Regions from separate parts of the Sus scrofa genome. Here regions 1 and 2 are each linked to region 3. Evidence: chromatin contacts called from public HiChIP or PLAC-seq data. All regions are on one chromosome and are shown on one strand. Each heading gives the region's core, a stretch centred on a gene start, on an enhancer-like site or on the middle of the called end of the contact. The rest is flanking DNA. Distances are from core to core; before and after follow the strand shown.

Region 1 (4,038 bases), core at 567-3,066, 140 kb after region 3:
TGTGAAAATATTAAGTTGCCAGTGAGGTTATGGCTCTCATTAAATACCGCATTTTCTAGCATAATAGTAAATTACGTTATTGTTATGAATTTCAAACTTAATGAGAAATCTCCATAATAATAGGAGTTTTAATGAGTCTTTTATGTGTAAACATAACTAAATCTATCATTAGGAAAGCATTTATTCATTTATTTTAAAATATAGAATGCAAACTAAGAGGCAGGTGAGTGTGGTATATGCCATTATATGCATAAAGCCTAGTGAGGAATACAGATAAGTAATCAGAAAATTAAGAATTAAAGTTATAATACTGAGATTAAAAGAGTCTTAGAAGAAACACTTAAGCAGATTTGGAAGGTGGATATTAGCAAAGGCTGCTGAAAAAGACAATATTTAAACAGGACTACCATTTATAGTTGTCTGGGTTGTGCATTGCACAACTGTACTTATTGGCCCTGTTAAGCTAAGACCTTAATGAAGTATAGTTGTAGGAAAGGAGGCTGGAGGTAGTAGAGTGGACCATACAAAGGAAGGCAAATGAATGGGCATCCCAGATAAAGGAGAGAGCTTATGAGAAGTCCTGGAATCAAGAGTGTATGGTTTCTTAGCTCAGAAGACTTAAAAGAAATTCTCTGGCTGCTAAGTAGACTGGAAAGAGTGTAGTGGTTAAACACAAGGGCCAGAAAACCTGAGCCTTATATGTCAAGGACAGTGGGGAACCCCTTAAGTATTTTAGGCCAGAAAGTACTATGATTAGTTTGACACAAGAGCAGTAACACTCTCGATACACTGTGGAGGTCAGATTAGAGTAGGGCAAGACTGAAGCAGGAGGACTTATTGGGAGTCTCTTGCAATAATCTAGACAAAAGATGGAGTTCTAAACTGGAGCAATGGAGGGAACTGGCTTTGAGAGAAATTTAGAAAATTAAGTCATCAAGATTGATAGGCTTTTGAAGAAGGAAGGATACAGAGGAATCAAAGAAAATGCAAAAACTTCTTGATCAGTCATTGGATAATCATGGCTCCATTCACTCAGATTTGGAATGCAGAGGAAGAGCAGGATTTTGAGGAAAATGAAGAACTTTTGTCTGTGGCACATCCAAACAGAGATGCCCAGTAGGAAGTTGTATGTATGGGTCTGGAAATTAGTGATCCAGCTGGTGATGTGGACTTGAGAATCACCAGCATAAAAATGACACTGGAAGACACAGGTGTGGTGAATCAGGTAGTTTGGAAGCCTATAGCAGAAAAAAACTAAGTAACAGTGGTTCAAACTGGGATTTGTTTTTCTTAATGAACAGCTCAGAGGTAGGAAGACCAGACTGGTTAGACAACTCCACAATATAAGTAGGAATCCAGCTCCTTCTGAATTTTTCCCCTGCCCACAGCAATGGCTTCCATCCTCAGGGTCCCTTGCTAGGGTGACCAACTGTGTTGCTTTGCCTAGGACTGAAGGGGTTCCTGGGACATGAGACTTTCCATTTTAAAACCAAGAAAGTCCCAGGCGAACTGGGGTGAGTTGGTCTGCACTTCCTTGTTTTGCAGTGGCCACTGAAATTCCAGCCCACTGTATCCACACCTCGGGCAGGAAGAAGGAAGGGAGGACCAAAGAGCCGTACCAGCTGACTGAGGTCCTCTATAAGGAGCTTTCTCAGAAAGCCCATCCAACAACTCTCTCCTACATCTCCACCTAGAACTTAGTCACTGGCTGCCTCTATGGGCAGAGCTGGTTTGGCAACAGCAGTGTCGTGGCTGATATACTAGCAGCCCCCATCAAATTAGGGTTTTTCATAGAGGAAGCAGGAGAGAATGGCTACCAGCTGGGCAATGAGTCATTCCCGCTACAGTGAGGAAGAGTCATCACAGTAGAGAAACCAGAGCCAGAGCCAGATCCAAGGAAGTACAAATGCTGAAGAGACAAAGGCAGAAAATCCCACAGAGAAGACCCAGAAGTTAAGGTAGGAGCAAAACTGCTCCAGGGTATCAAGGAATTCAGAGGGAGAAAGCCTTTTAAGACCAAGAAGGGGTCAGAGAGACTAATGCTGCTGCCCCCATGTGATTTTAGCAAGCAGTGCCACCTTGAAGGTGAAAGTGCCAGAAGCTTCTTGTGGAAATTCCCCTCACTCTCCAGATGTGGGAGAAGTTGCTGAGTGAATCAAAGGAAGAAGTTGGCTCCTCTGTGCCCCTGGCCTTCTCCCAGGATCAGCGCAGGCAATGCTATTGGATGGTGATGTTTTATTTATTTTTTATTTTTATTTTTTGTCTTTTTAGGGCTTCACCCATGGCACATGGAGGTTTCCAGGCTAGGAGTCAAATTGGAGCTGTAGCTGCTGGCCTTCACCACAGCCACAGCAAAGCCAGATCCAAGCTGCGTCTGTGACCTACACCACAGCTCATGGCAAAGCCTGATCCTTCACCCACTGAGCGAGACCAGGGATGGAACCTGCGTCCGTCCTCATGGATGCTAGTCAGATTCATTTCCCCTGAGCCATGATGGGAATTCTGTGATGCTGTATTCAGTGCACCTGCACTGGGCCTCACAGTTTCCTTCCATTTTAATCCTCAGCAGCATCAGAGAAGAAGCCTTCTCTGGCACTGTTGTACCTCAAGGTCCCTTCCAGTCCCACCTGTTAAGTTTCTACAGAAGTTCTGCCATCAAAAGCACCTCTCTGGCTCCATCAGTGAGAGCAGCAGGCTTTTGTTTAGAAATGAATATTGAGAAAACAGAAAAGGAAAAGAGTTCCATATCAAGGAAAAGAGTTTGCCCTGCCCCAGCCCTGTGTGCTCAGATGGCACTGAAGCCCGTATGTGGCCATTGTATGCTACTCTTGAAATGCAGCCTTTCCTTTTCTCTTAAGCAGAGTGGTATTTGAAAGTTCCCCAGCATGAGGGCCTCTTTGCTGCACTAGAGAAGGTTTCCTTCTGGGAGGGATTTCTTACCCCCTTGGGACCAAAATAGAACTGCAAATGCTATTCACTTCTCAATTATAGATCATTCTATCCAGTGTATTTCAGAGGCGGGTCCTTTGTACTTTAAAGTTGCCATACAAATCAACACCTTCGGTATATTAATTTCTGGGAGGATTTAGATTTAAGCTCATACCTCTTAAATCTCATTTATCTGCTTATCCAGAGATGCTAACCAAAAGCCAGGGGGTTCGTGCAATTTTACTGAATGGAAATGAGAAATTTCTTGAAACTGTGTCATTATTAAGGACCTCATGTGGCAAAAAAAGAGAGAAAAAAGCCATTCCCATCAAAAACCTTCACTGAAAACAGATGTGCCTTGAAAAACTCTTTAGAGAGATCCTTTCTAACATAGCAGGGCAATTGGGGGCCTTGCAAACTTTGTTTTATGTTGGACAGTACAGCACACCCTGTTGTCTGGTACCTCAAGGTCCAAATCCATCGCAGAAAGGGATTACCCATGAGAAGCATGCACAGTGCTTTCTGCTATGTGCAAGTTAGTAAATACTTATTAAGATGCTGGGTTGAAATTCTGGGCTGTGCCTTGTACTTACAGGTCTTGATCTGTCAGTGTTGCCCTCATTCTAAGTTGCTCAAAAACCCTTCCTTCCCATGTTTCCCCACTCCCTACTTGCCAGTACTATTTACAGGGGATATTGGCTAGGGCCACTGAGCTCAAGACTCTGGGGTCTCTCTATCCACTGTCACTAACCAAAGTGCAGCTGCAAAAATGTCTTCTGTAGGCATTGATTCTAACCACCCACTTGTTAACATCCTTTTTGAAAAATTGAAACAAATTTCTTTTTTTCATGTTATTATTTTTGAGGGGCTGCACCCCTGGCATGTGGAAGTTCCCAGGTGAGGGATTGACCCAGTGCCGCAGTTGCGACTTGTGCCACAGCTGCAGCAGCACCAGATCTTTAACCTACTGTGCCACATGGGAACTTCATGTTAACATCCTTTTTTTTTTTTTTTTGGTGGAGGAAAGTGCCTTATTATGGATCATTTTTAAGGCATACCCTAATTTTATAAAACTATGTATTTAAAACCCTTTTAGAAGTGAGGCAATGT
Region 2 (3,877 bases), core at 762-3,261, 210 kb after region 3:
ATTCCAGAGCTCCCTGCAAAGCTTCACTTCTTCCCTCCCTTAGCAAAATCATATTGACTGTGTTGGGTGACACTTAAACTATGACACTTCCTGCAGTTAAAATCAGTCACCCAGATTCTTTTAAAACTCCGTCCTGATTTGGTTTGGGAAAGTAAGTTCCTGACATATCTGTTTCTCTACTTTTTCTTCCACTTTTAACAGGTTAAGAGGCAGTCTAGTCCCTCTGACTATCACAGCTTTGTGGCTGGGTTTCTGTACAGACTCTCTCTCCATCCCACTGCCTCTCCCTGAAAAAAAAAAAAAAGCTTTAGGAGAGGCTTGAAATTATATACTATGAGGAAAGTTTTCTCCATTACTCTTTTGGATCTGCTGCCTGTCATTATGTTATTTTGAGGGAGAAGATCATTGTTTTTTGAAAGGGAGACAAGCTTGGGTTGGGGGGTGGGGGAGACACACTGTTGCCCTTTGACAATTTGCAGATTTCTGAAGCAGGAAATTGGAACAGTAAAGCCCTGATCATCTTGGGGATGATTATTCAGCTGGAGTCTTAGTCCATCTCCCTTGCCTTTCTGCTCTTTTGCCTTTTCTTTCCAGGATCTAAGGATATTTCATTCCTCGTTAAAACCACCACCTGGTGATGTGCAGAGGAAGAGAAAACTAATTCCATCCAGTCCCTTTTTATAATGTAAACAACTGTCCTGCTTTGACTGAAGAGAATGAATAGTTTGAAATTGACAGTGAATCCAAAAAGGAGGTCCAGATCTTGAAAGCGACTCACATAGGGACTACATGTAATAGGAGCTGAGCAAGTGGGATTTGAAAGTACAGCAGTTTTCTACCCCCTCGATCACTGGTTCTCTCAAAATCTCAGAGATTTTGCCCCTGCCTGCCCCTGCCTGCCCCACCCCCTCCACATCCTCAAAGGGACCTTTGGCAATGTTTGGAGACATGTTTTCTCCAACATGTTATGACTTGTGAATGATATTGGTATCTAGTGGGTAGGAACCAGGAATGCTTAAAATCCTGCAGTGCACAGGGCAGTGACCCACAGCAAAGAACTATCTAGCCCCAAATATCAATAGTAAATAAATGATCACGTGCAATTCTGTTTTAAGTATGATAAAAAGTAAGTTAAATCATATTTTGATCCTTCCTTGACTATATTTACAATTGTTTGCAATTTTTTTTTATTTTCAATTAATTTATTTATGTATTTATTTAGCGCTGCACCCACGGCATGTGGAGGTTCCCAGGCCAGGGGTCCAGTCAAAGCTACAGCTGCCAGCCTACACCACAGCTGTAGCAACATCAGATCTGAGCCACATCTGTGACCTATGCCACAACTCACTTAATCACCAGATCCTTAACCCACTGAGTGAGGTCAGGGAGCAAACCCGCAACCTCACCATTCCTAGTCAGATTCCTTTCCTCCTACGCCATGATGGGAACTCCACAAATGTGTTTTTAATTGCTCTCCATTCAGTGCCTATTTTTATTTCCAAAATTAGGTAAATTTGAAATCAGTTTTTACTTAATATTCTCAATCAAAACAAAAATTTTTAAATATCACCAATCCCTAAGGACTGGAATCTGTATTAAACTGAAACAAATTGATTTACACAAAGCTAACTTAACCCTAACTCTTAAGAGGTCTGCAAAGTATCAGGAACACCTGTCTAAGGGATAGCATTTTACTTTGTCCCTCTTCTTTTCCCCTCTCACATAGGCAATAGTATATATTCAAAGTGCGTAAGATTTTTTTCCCAGTCTCTAGAGATATTCTCTGTGTCTTGAAATACTGACTAAAATGAAATAAGCACTGTTTTTGAAAAAGAGCTATAAAGAAAGGAGAGGTTAAGGAAATGGGCAATTTCCTTTTTGTCACATTCGTAACAGGACCCAGGGACAGATTTCTTAAGAACAGACCAAAATGTTTGGCTTTCTCTTTGCCTGTGTCAGCCAGGCCTAGTCATCAGCTTACCTAATCACCAACTGCCCTAAAATAACCTCTGCACCTCAAGCAGCCTCAAAATGTAAGAAGGCAGCACAAGAATAGGAGCTGACATTATGAGCATTATTAATAGCAGGTGGAAATCCAATGTGTTAGACTGAAATTAATCTGGTCCTGTTTCTTTTGTGTGTTGGAATGCAGATAGACAACTGCAAACTGATCTGAGGTTTGAGCCCACAGTTTGAATCTAGTACATAGCTGGCTGAATTTGCAGATCTTTTATCAGACAGGACAACATGTGGCCTGGCCAGTATTGTAAGTGTAGAAAATCTTCTAAGATAGGAATAACCTAGTGACTTACCGTGGTCCAGAACATCTTCAGCATTTCGTTTAACCCTCTGTGGCAGTTTACACATTTGTTTGGCATGTCCAAAAGGAGCCAGGAAGCTCTACCCCGTGGAACTTTCTGCAATGAGGAAGTTTGCATAACTGCCGTGTCCAACTCACTTGACCACTAGCTATTTGTGGTTACTGAGCACTTGAAATGTGGTTAGTGCACCTAAGGGAAATGAACTTTTAATTCTATTTAATTTTATTTTATATAACCACATGTGCTCATGACTACTGTAGTAAATAATGCCAATCTGAAAAACAGTAACTCATTATTCCACATCTTAATTATAGATAACTTGAATCTTCTTTTTTCTCAATTATAAATATAACAAAATTAAAGAATGGTTAGAAAATAAAAGGAAATTCTGTTCAATACCCATAATTTTATGATCCTTCACAGAATTGTTAGGCATTCGGTAATGTTAAAGATTTTATCCAATGTATTTTTAGATGAATTAGATATAATTTGTCTTATTTTGTTGTATTTTATCTGTTAAAACCTTCTTTTTTCATTTTAATTATGAGTGGAATATATATTTCTGCTACTAAATAATATTCATAAGCTATCAGAGTGAATGATTGCCTTTCTTAGATTGAAGCATCGTAGTTTATTTATTTCCCCTATTTTTGAAATCTTAGGTTATTTCATTTGTTTGCTTGCTCGCTTGGTCTTATGGTCATTATGAAATAATGCTGTAGTCAACATGTGAAAGCAGATTAACATTTCTTCTCTTTAGGACATGTTTACATGCCAATTGTTTGAGTCTAATATACGTTAACAGTTTATACAGTGAATCATTTCACTGCCACAGATTCATTTTGAAAAAGTACTTTATCACTATTTTTGTCAAAAATAGACTTTAAAGCCACAAAAGGAAAAGAAAGCCAAGACTTTTCTCTCTGTACCACAATTAATTCAGTAATTTATAAGACAGATTATTATTCCCTCCTGTATAACACGAAGAATTGCTGATAAAATATAACTGCACTCAGGGCTGATAGCATAAACCGCTTTGCAAGTGGGGAATAAGTTCACACGCATAAATCCTACAAATAAAATCCTCCTTTGGAGATCCATAGAGATAAGAAAACTAATGGAAGTTATACAAAAAACCCAGAACACCCCCTTTTATTTTGTTCATTGTAAGTATATGTACTTACGTATTATTACATCTTCAAACTATCCTTTTTATAATTTAAAGTAATATAAATACATAAAAAGTTTAAATAAGTAAACTTTCACACATCTTACAATTAGTAGTTATTCTGAAGATACTGGCTTACAACCTTTTATATTTTGCATAGTGGTAAACTGCATGTGATTTTAAAATTTCTTTTTAAATGAATTCTATATTCTGGTGGCTCTGATCATCAAAAAATAAAGGAAATGTACTGATAATATTTGTAAATTGAGTTCATAGCACACTGAATATTGGAACCTAAAAAAATCAGATTTCCTCATTATTCATAATTTGGATTATATTCTCTATGTCTTTGTTTATATTAAGATTTATAGTTGAGGGATTGAACATA
Region 3 (3,549 bases), core at 383-2,882:
ATGTTTGTAGGATTTTCAGGGATGTTTGTGTGTATAACGGGGAGGGAGGGGAGGAATGGAAATCTTATACATCACTGATATTTGACTTAAGTGGTTTAGTTGCTTCTTACTGCCCAGATATGACATATTTTTGCCTGAGATTGAAACTGAAGCAAAGATCCAGGGGAAATACAGCATTTTGAAAGAGTAACTCCTCATCCTTCCTGTAGCGTGCATAGAGGCATGACAGAGAGTTGATTAAGATGCCTTTCTGTGGCAGAACTCAGGACTGACTCATTGCCCACACTCTCCTTTCCAACCCTCTGCTCCTTCCTTCCTGCCAGACTCACCTTCTCTAATCACCTCTCATCCTTCTGTCATTCTGGATTCTTTTAAGTCTGCCTTCCTCTTTTGACTCTGCTTGACTGTATAAACTCTGAACTCCAAATCAGTTGTTGCCTCACCCTTAACAATCCACAGATCAGTGGCCTCTCAGACACCTTCCGCTCTGTCTTCCACATCAGTGAGAGCTCCCTCAATGCCTCTCATCCCTGACAAGTTTCACCCATGCTTTATCTTGGGACTTGTGCCCTGGGAATTTCTCTTTATCTTCTCAACTCAAAGTCTACCATGCTCCTATCAAGACTAGTTTCTGACACCTGTCTCTTTAATAATCCTGTCTATCTATACATTTGGTCTCTTTCACTGGCATTTTCCAACTCACAAAAACAAACCACTTCTTTTTGCCCAGGTTTAATACTAAGAAATATTAATAACAAGCAAAAATAAACAAAATAAACTTAATATTTTAACCCAGTCTCCTAGCTTTTGTTGAAATTTGGTGGAATAGAACTTCAGATAAGGTTAGGAGCTAGAAGGACACATTTCGTCTTTTTTTTTTTTTTGCCATTTCTTGGGTTGCTCCCACGGCATATGGAGGTTCCCAGGCTAGGGGTTGAGTCAGATCTGTAGCACCAGCCTACGCCAGAGCCACAGCAACGCAGGATCCGAGCCGCATCTGCGACCTACACCACAGCTCACGGCAACGCCAGATCCTCAACCCACTGAGCAAGGCCAGGGATCGAACCCGCAACCTCATGGTTCCTAGTCGGATTCGTTAACCACTGAGCCATGACGGGAACTCCTAGAAGGACACATTTCGAATAGAAACTCCAACTCATCAGGGCAGCAACATTAAAGTGAACTAAAAATCCTAAGGAGGGGCTGGCTACAGGGAAGGTTTGGTTTTGTGACTCAGTGATGTCACCGTCAAAAGCCTAATTTCTTTCCATTTTTGTCTGTTTCCCCTTCTATGGTGTCAACTTCATTTAAAAAGAGCTCTTCTTCTTCTTTGCTGTGGTTGTGGCACAGGCCAGCAGCTCTAGCTCTGATTTGACTCCTAGCCTGAGAACTTCCATGGGCCGTGAGTGTGAACCTAAAAAGCAAAAAAAAAAAAAAAAAGAGCTCTTCTCGTGGTCCTCAGATGCCTGTAAGCACTCCCTGAACCATGGGCTTTCTATACCGGCAAGGAAGGGAAAGTTGAGTCTACCTCCCCAGTCAAAGTCCTGATGTTTACTGATGTTGAGCTGTGTGCTCAACTCTAATTGCTGTGGTCACAGAGGGAAATGTAGTGACTGTCATAGCCTCAGTCACATGCTCTACTCTGATAGCTGGCATGGAGTTTTCTTTCCTGAAACCATGACTCCCTTAAACTGAATCAGAGTGCTTGCCCTTTGCTCATTTACCTTTAGGACATGCGAATGGGTTTGGACCACTCACTACTCCTCCCTGAACTTATGTCTGGTTGGTGCTCTAACTTTTCTCAGCTCCAGCCATCCCGCTCAAGTCAGAGGACTAGACGTTAACCAAGTACTGTGTGGAAAACACCCGGACTGTGTGTGGAAGCCTGTGGGCAGAGATGAAAGGACACAGAGAAGTGGTGAGGGGTGGGGTAAGGACCGCTGGGCCCATAATAGTCATGTGGTGATGTCATGACTTTAACTCCCCAGACATCTGCTGGGAGGCTCCTATTGCTAAAAGTGGAACAGCTGATTAGAGGACAAAAATGAATTCTGACCAGAAAGGAAAAGCCAGTTGGTGAAGCAGAAGGTATAGGAAACAGGGGAGGAAGTGACTGAGTCACCTTGGAATTCATAATGGTAGAGAAAGGGAACAAATGGGCATGTTCAGACACATCCACTGGATTTTTCTTTTTAATCGGAGAAAAGTAAAATGAGTCCATGGTCAGTTTCTAAAAGTGGCTATCACTTAAGAAGAATAAGTAGCTTTAAAAAAAGGAATGCTTACTCTGTAATCTTGGGTTATCCTAATGAGAAGGACACTGAAAAGACATTAAAGAAATAGAAAATGTTTGAGAAACAACCCATGTTTAGATTTAGAAAGAACAAAAACAGAATCTCAGGGGCAAGGCCCATAGTCAAGGATGCATATAAGACCATGGACATGGCACAAACCTGTACAGGTGAAACATCCTGAAGGCTAACTGTAAGTTGAGACCTGAGAAAATGTTAAAACCAAATACTGTAGGGTATATAGAAGTAGAAATACAACGTTGTACACATGAAACTTAAACAATCCAATATGACATCATAAAAATAAAACTCTTTTCAAAAAGTTTTAACTTTTTTTTTAAGCAAAAAAAAAAAAAAGAGGAAGAGATCATTGTTTGGGCAAGATGGTATCAAATTAGATGACAGAAAAAGCAGAACCCCTCAGCTGCCTTTTTTTTGCCTGCCTGTCCCCCTCTTAAGGAAAAGGTTTTCTTTTCTTTCTTTAACATAGAAAGGCTAGTACTTCTAAGAGAACTGTGCTCCAAGAGCATAAAGATGATAGTAAGAGTATTGGCCCATTAAAATGCATTTCAGTACTTAAGCCAAGTGAATTATATCTAGATATTGAAGCAACTTGCTTATGTGCTGATCTTGGGCTCTGTGATAGGCAGAATGGTAGTCTCCCCCAAAGATGTCCTCATCCTAACCCCTGAAACCTGTGACTTCACTACCTGACATGGCAAAAGGGACTTTGCTGCTGTGAGAAAATTAAAGATCTTGAGACGGAAAGATTACCTGGTTATCTGGGTGGGCAAAATATAATCACAAGGATCCTTATCAGAAGGTGGCAGGAAAACCAGAGGGAACAGATGATGTGATTATAGAAACAAAGATAAGAGTGATGTGATTGCTGACTCCTTGCCCTGAGCCAGGGAATGCCGGTGGTCTTTAGAAGCTGGTTGGGTTCAGCCTTCCAAGCCTGCAGAAGGAATTCAGCCCTGATACCTCAGTTTTAGCCCAGTGATATTGAGTTCAGACTTCTGAACTCCAGAACTGTAACACAACAAATCTGTACTCTTTTAAGCCAATAAACGTATGGTAATTTGTTATAGCAGCAATGGAAAACTAATCCAGGATCATTACTTCAGACTTGGAAAACCATTGCAAAAAGAACAGGTACAAAAGGATGGCAGTGGGCATGTTCCAATTTTATAAGGAGAATGTACGAACTTGATATTAATTTTGGTGAAATTTTGAATTATGTTACTAAAATAAGTAG

What was found. HiChIP or PLAC-seq counts read pairs in DNA pulled down with a chosen protein or histone mark.
Region 1: an H3K27ac HiChIP or PLAC-seq map of alveolar macrophages shows a contact between it and region 3. The contact joins two enhancer-like sites. A contact is called at or near these places in 3 of 47 Hi-C or Micro-C datasets (embryonic fibroblasts and mesenchymal stem cells) and 1 of 2 datasets of contacts at active chromatin or transcription factors (alveolar macrophages).
Region 2: a contact with region 3 is called in an H3K27ac HiChIP or PLAC-seq map of alveolar macrophages. The contact joins two enhancer-like sites. A contact is called at or near these places in 1 of 47 Hi-C or Micro-C datasets (embryonic fibroblasts) and 1 of 2 datasets of contacts at active chromatin or transcription factors (alveolar macrophages).

Annotation. Positions count from the first base shown.
Region 1 is chr1:223,445,910-223,449,947 of Sscrofa11.1, forward strand. No RefSeq gene overlaps it. Among named protein-coding and RNA genes, the nearest start is that of MAMDC2, 94 kb to the right of the region's middle. Within about 2 kb of position 1,817, at least 6 of the 83 cell types and tissues checked have an H3K27ac peak or open chromatin away from gene starts, as enhancers often do. A contact at or near this core is called in alveolar macrophages and embryonic fibroblasts, where this site is marked.
Region 2 is chr1:223,512,515-223,516,391 of Sscrofa11.1, forward strand. No RefSeq gene overlaps it. Among named protein-coding and RNA genes, the nearest start is that of MAMDC2, 27 kb to the right of the region's middle. Within about 2 kb of position 2,012, at least 10 of the 83 cell types and tissues checked have an H3K27ac peak or open chromatin away from gene starts, as enhancers often do. A contact at or near this core is called in alveolar macrophages, where this site is marked.
Region 3 is chr1:223,306,844-223,310,392 of Sscrofa11.1, forward strand. All of the region lies in intron 5 of C1H9orf135, which reads left to right. Among named protein-coding and RNA genes, the nearest start is that of C1H9orf135, 150 kb to the left of the region's middle. Within about 2 kb of position 1,633, at least 9 of the 83 cell types and tissues checked have an H3K27ac peak or open chromatin away from gene starts, as enhancers often do. A contact at or near this core is called in alveolar macrophages and embryonic fibroblasts, where this site is marked.